Linked DNA regions of Macaca mulatta: region 2 is linked to region 1. A link is a contact called in public Hi-C data. All regions are on one chromosome and are shown on one strand. The core of a region is the stretch at or near the end of the contact, and the rest is flanking DNA. Distances in the headings are between cores, read along the strand shown.

Evidence for each region. A called contact is a pair of places that touch in the nucleus more often than the background predicts.
Region 2: a Hi-C map of blood shows a contact between it and region 1, with 7 times the contacts expected there. The contact joins the enhancer-like site here to the promoter of TSPYL1 in region 1. A contact is called at or near these places in 4 of 14 Hi-C or Micro-C datasets (CD4 T cells, blood, fetal cortex germinal zone and 1 more).

What each region holds. Positions count from the first base shown.
Region 1 is chr4:21,324,239-21,327,399 of T2T-MMU8v2.0, reverse strand. It overlaps TSPYL1 (TSPY like 1), which reads left to right and starts at 1,765. Exons shown (of 2, transcript XM_077999307.1): 1 at 1,765-2,901. The coding sequence starts at 1,867.
Region 2 is chr4:21,492,860-21,495,952 of T2T-MMU8v2.0, reverse strand. No RefSeq gene overlaps it. Among named protein-coding and RNA genes, the nearest start is that of CALHM6, 12 kb to the left of the region's middle. Within about 2 kb of position 1,587, at least 10 of the 40 cell types and tissues checked have an H3K27ac peak or open chromatin away from gene starts, as enhancers often do. A contact at or near this core is called in CD4 T cells and blood, where this site is marked.

The sequences.
Region 1 (3,161 bases), core at 516-3,015:
GATACTGTGCAAGGTAGTGTGCTAGGCACTCGATAAACAGAGGGAAACAAAACCATGATCTTGTCCTCTTGCAGTTTATGGTCTCCTCAGATATCATTTGTGGTATGTTTAGGCTTTAATTTTGTCTCTGTGTATTGCCTAGGTGTATATCTGGTCTTGATATTGAAAGACAGATTCAAGCTGTAATACATCACAGCTGTTGGGCAGAAACTCATGGGAAGCAATGAGCAAGGCAGAAGGGGCAAATTAGAAACAATTTGAGGCACCCATAGATGCAACCAAACCTTAATCCAAAGTGTATTCATTTAATATTGCTTCTGTAACAAATTATCACAAATTTAATAGCTTAAAATACACAAATTTATTATCTTATAGTGCTGGAGGTTAGAGGTAATAACCTCAAGGTGTTGGCATTCCTTTGGAGGCTCTAGGATAGAATCTATTTCCTTACCTTTCAAGCTTCTAGAGGCTGCCTTTATTCCTACGATCCTGGCTCCTTCCTCCATCTTCAAAGCCTGCAACATAGCGATTTCCCTTTCCTCCCTCCCCCTCCTATTCTCCACCATTCTTTCCCTCTCTCTGTGCTTTCGTCCTCTCATCTTCTCTGACCCTCCTACCTCCTTCTTATAAGAAATGTAATTCCATAGGGCCCATCTGTATAATCCAGAATCATCTTCTCATCTCCAAACCTTTAACTTAATCATATCTGCAAAGTCCCTTTAGCCACATAACTAAGACTAGTACATCTCTGAGGGCCATCAGCTTACTACCACACGAAGCAAATTAAGTAGAAAATAAGGTTTGCCTCTTTTATGCCTTGAGTCAACCAGCTGCATGTTGCCCTTTGCAAGTTTGTTTTCTACTTCAAGGCCATCTTTGTTGTCCATTTTAACTAGCCTTTCCTCACAAAATGGTGGTATGTTGCTCCCCCTACTGATATTTCTCTGAGGCCTTGTAACTCTCTAAGATAGCAGCAGTTTAACTCACAAGTCAAAAAACTGGAACACTTCAACCAGAGACATTAACATTCCCCTCTAATGAACTCTTAGCTGATTGCTAAAGACAAATGCTTCATTAGAGCCAAACATTCCTATCTTACATAACTAAATATGATAACAAATTAAGTTCATGGGGCTGGAAATAGTTATTATTTCCTCTTTCTTGCAGTGAGGAGGCATGAAACAACATTTAGCAAACTGATCCTGGCTTAATTCCTACAGATATTATGCAGCACAAACTCTTATTTGATGCAGACCATACATAAAAAATTAGCAATGAATAATAAGCATCGCTTTAGTGGTAAGGAAGCTGAGTAGCTTTTTTTCCCCCAGTAATCGTAGAGGCTAGACTTGACATTTTTATGTCACTTTTACTTAGAAGGGGGGAAACATTAGTTACTCCACGTAACCAGGAGCAAAATACTTCTTTTTAAGATTAATAGCCTCAAAAAAGTGAAGACCAGAAAAACACTTGTTTTCAGACACTGGAGAGCAGGCACTGTTACGGCTGTGATTTTACAACCGCTCCTACATGCTGGGAGAAGTCTCCAGATGCATCTCAAGGTGGGTCGTCAGTGCTTTCAGACTCAGCACAATCTACATACATTTACGTAGTTAAAATTACTGTTGCTATGGGTAAATTCACAGAAGTAAAGCCCAGAGAATCCGGTTGGCTGGCAGGGAGCGGCGGAACCAATCCCGGGCTCAGCAAGTTCTCGCGATACCGTGAGATCTGCATCCCTGACGACACCGCCGCGGAGATGTTAGTGAGACTGGCGGGTGGGCGGTGCGAGCGGCGGTTAGCTCCGAGCTCGGCTTCTCTGAGGAAAACGGGCGTTCACCTGCGGTTGGTCCGACTGTTACCAACATGAGCGGCGTGGATGGGGTCGAGAGGACCCCTCCCCTCCAAACCCACAGCATCATTATTTCTGACCACGTCCCGAGCGACCCGGACGCACACCAGTGCCTGAAGCTCCGCGACCAAAGCGAGACGACACAGGTGATGGCGGAGCCGGGTGAGGGAGGCTCGGAGACCATCGCGCTCCCGCCTCCACAGCCTTCAGAGGAGGGGGGCGTACCTCAGGATCCCGCGGGCCGTGGCAGTACTCCCCAGATCCGAGTTATTGGGGGTCGCGGTCATGTGGCGATCAAAGCCGGGCAGGAAGAGGGCCAGCCTCCCGCTGAGGGCCTGGCAGCCGCTTCTGTGGTGGTGGTGGCAGTGGACCGCAGCTTGAAAAAGGGCGTTCAGGGTGGAGAGAAGGCCCTAGAAATCTATGGCGCCGAGAGATCCGCGTCTGAGCTGCCGGCGGGGGCGGGGGCCGAGAACGACACCGAGGAGGTGAAGACAGGAAAGTGCGCCACTGTCTCAGCAGCCGTGGCTGAGGGGGAGAGCGCTGAGGTGGTGGTGAAGGAAGGCCTGGCGGAGAAGGAGGTAGTGGAGGAGCAGATGGAGGTAGAGGAGCAGCTGCCGGAAGGTGAAGAAATAGAAGTGGCGGAGGAAGATAGAGTGGAGGAGGAGGCGAGGGAGGAGGAAGGGCCCTGGCCTCTGCATGAGGCTCTCCGCATGGACCCTCTGGAGGCCATCCAGCTGGAACTGGACACTGTGAATGCTCAGGCCGACAGGGCCTTCCAACAGCTGGAGCACAAGTTTGGGCGGATGCGTCGACACTACCTGGAGCGGAGGAACTACATCATTCAGAATATCCCGGGCTTCTGGATGACGGCTTTTCGAAACCATCCCCAGTTGTCCGCCATGATTAGGGGCCAAGATGCAGAGATGTTAAGGTACATAACCAATTTAGAGGTGAAGGAACTCAGACACCCTAGAACCGGCTGCAAGTTCAAGTTCTTCTTTAGAAGAAACCCCTACTTCAGAAACAAGCTGATTGTCAAGGAATATGAGGTAAGATCCTCCGGCCGGGTGGTGTCTCTTTCTACTCCAATTATATGGCGCAGGGGGCATGAACCCCAGTCCTTCATTCGCAGAAACCAAGACCTCATCTGCAGCTTCTTCACCTGGTTTTCAGACCACAGCCTTCCAGAGTCCGACAAAATTGCTGAGATTATTAAAGAGGATCTGTGGCCAAATCCACTGCAATACTACCTGTTGCGTGAAGGAGTCCGTAGAGCCAGACGTCGCCCACTAAGGGAGCCAGTAGAGAT
Region 2 (3,093 bases), core at 338-2,837, 170 kb before region 1:
ATTACAACTATTCTGGAAAAGGCAAAACTCTAAAGACAGTGAAATAATCAGTGGTTGCCAGGAGTTGTGGGGCAAGAGGAATCAGCAGGCAGAACATAGAAGATTTTCAGGGCAATGAAACTAATCTGGATACTCTAATGGTGGACAAAGGTCATTACACATCTGTCCAAACATGTAGAATGTACATAAGACTGAACCCTAATATAAACTGTGGACTTTGGGTGATTATCACGTGTCAATGTAGGTTTATCAGTTGCAACAAACATATCACTCTGGTGGAGTGTGTTGATAATGGGGGAGGATATGCATGTGTGGGAGCAGGAGGTATGTGTGAAATCGCTATACCCTTCTCTGAATTTTGCTATAAACCTAAAAGTGCTCATAGAAAAATAAAATATTTTTAAAAGTGAATTTGAGTATACCCTAGAGACTGTTATGCACCATGTGAACGGGATGCAGAGTACAAAAGCTCGTATTGTTCATAATTGCTATTTTTAAAAAGCTGGTATAAAAGAACTGTTAGTAAACATAAAAACTGATCAAATAAACATAAGAACTAATTTTAAAAACCAAAGAAAAATTATACAACAGCAGACAAGATAAACTGTGAAATAGTCAAACAAGAAAATACTACATAGCAATGTAAATAAATATTGCTACAGGAACAATCAACAAAGGTGTATCTTTAAAACAAAACGTTGAGGAATAAAACTTAAACACAAAGAAGATGTTCGGTATGATTTCACTTATAAAAAGTTCCGAAATAGTCTAAATAGACTATCTTTTCTGAGTATGTATACATAAGTGAAAAAACTAAGGAACAAAAAATAAGTGATTAAGAATCAGGACAGTGGTTATCATTTTTGGGGCTTTCATGATGTATGACCGGGGGAGGAGATGAAGGGTTTTCACAATGTTATATGTTACAGAGGTGTTTATAATTATGCTTTATACACTATATCTGTTTTAATGTTTTAGTATTTTTTCCTCATTAAGGATTATACTTCTTAATTTTTATGGCAGGAGAAAGAAAGCAATCCAATGACATTATTTTCCAGTTGAAAACCTCCAATACTTCAGTTGTCCAGAGGACAACTTCCGTATCCCTACATTGGCAAAGAAGCTTGTCCCAGGCTTGTTCCACACATCTCCATCCCACTTCATCCCATGCACCCCGGTTTCCAGCACCACGGACCCCCTTACATTTCCTGTGCATACACATCACAGTCTTCCTCAATACCATGCCTTCTCACTTCTTTTTCTGACTTTCTTGAATGGCATTTCTGTTTTTCACCTGGCAAACTATTCTGTTCTTTCAATACTCAGTCTGACGTAACTTCTTTGTTGAAGTTATCTTCAAAACCCCCAGAATTAGCATTTCTTTCTTTCTTTTTTTTTTTTTCTCTCATACTATTTAAAAAGAAATAACTGTGCAATAGTTCTTGACATGCCTATTGCAACGTTCCTTTCCAGGGATCTGTCTCTCCTACTATGCTGGGAGCTCCCAGGGATTCAGGGCCTTTTCTCATTCATCATTGCTTCCCTGGGTAGAGTCAGCTGCTCTCTGCCCACAGCTCTCTTCCCACACACGAAGCAGCCCTCACTACACTGCATATTATCTTTATCTACTTACAGAGCTGTCTCAAGTTATGTTGTACAACTTTATGAGAATTAAAAATGAGATAGTATGAAAAGCCCAGCACAATGTTTAGAATGTTTTAGTTTCAGTTACATTGTTGTAAAGGTTTTTTTAAAAAGTAGTGACTCAGAAATGTGCTAGAGGGCGCTGATTCACTGTTTTGTAATAGACTATTGTACTCAGGTTGTTAACATTTGACTTGCTTATCCAACCAGGTGCCAAAGAAAGAATCAGATTTTTAATAAGCAAAATATCAGCCATTTTTATTTAATAAATTAATTAATACAATTCAAGTGTCTATGTCTATAGTTGACTTGAAATTATTTTGGGGAAGAATAACACAACAACCAGATTGATGGCCGATGGCATAATGTTGCTTGTTTTAGTCCCTGTTTGTCTATATCCCCCAACCTAGTGTTTGTCTGTCAAGCAGTGAAAAGTCAAAGCAGGCAGTGTTAATTTTGGCAGTGCCCCAACTTTCCCTAAAGTAAATAAATGCCAAACAAGGTGTTTCCTCAACTGTCAAATGGGAAGGGTGAACTAGATCATCTTTGGGGTCCCTTTCAATTCTAACATTCTATAATATATACTTCTAGTTCATTAAAGAAACAGGCATGACCTCTTTAAAAAACACACACATACATATATTTGACCAAGAACTGACAAAATTCAATGAAAAGTAAACAACAAAAAATTAAAATCTGCCTTAACAGAAAAAAAAAAAAAAAAAAAGAAGAAGCAAAACCAAACTGGAGTTCCATTTATTCCTTCCATGTAATGCTGGGTTTGAAAAAGCAATATGAGTGACAAATGATTGGCTGCCTGAAAGATGTGTTGATTGTGAAATATTTTCTAGTTTCTTCTATATCTCCACATCTTCTGTTAATAATAATTCTAGCTAAATCTTCTCTTCTTTAGGAGAGGATGATAAAGTAGGTTTATGTTATATAAAGCATTCATCAGCTGATTGAAAGCGTTTTACAATGACTCCATTCACTTCAACCACCTGAAAAACCACAAACATTTATGACAAAAAGTCTTAAAAGTCCAGGAAACAATACCAAATTAAGAGATGGAGACTGTAGATACATTTATTAGTAAATGATTTGTTTTTATGTTTATGAAGCTCAATCGAAGTGACTCACAGTTTGGGTGCAAGATGAGAGTAGACACAAAAAGCGGAAGTCTGGTTTTGCAACTGATTATCTTATGATGTCTGTAGGCTGTGCCGCAGGATCCTAAACTATGACAAATAGTTGTAGTATTTTCTAAAATGTGAGGATGCTCAGTAGTCTATTTTTTGTTTTTTTGATACAAGATCTGACTCTGTTGCTCAGGCTGGAGTGCAGAGGCCTGATCTTGGCTGACTGCAACCTCTGCCTCCCGGGGCTCGAGCAATCTTCCTACCTCAGGCGTGCACCATCACACCCAGCTAATTTTTGTGTTTTTGGAAG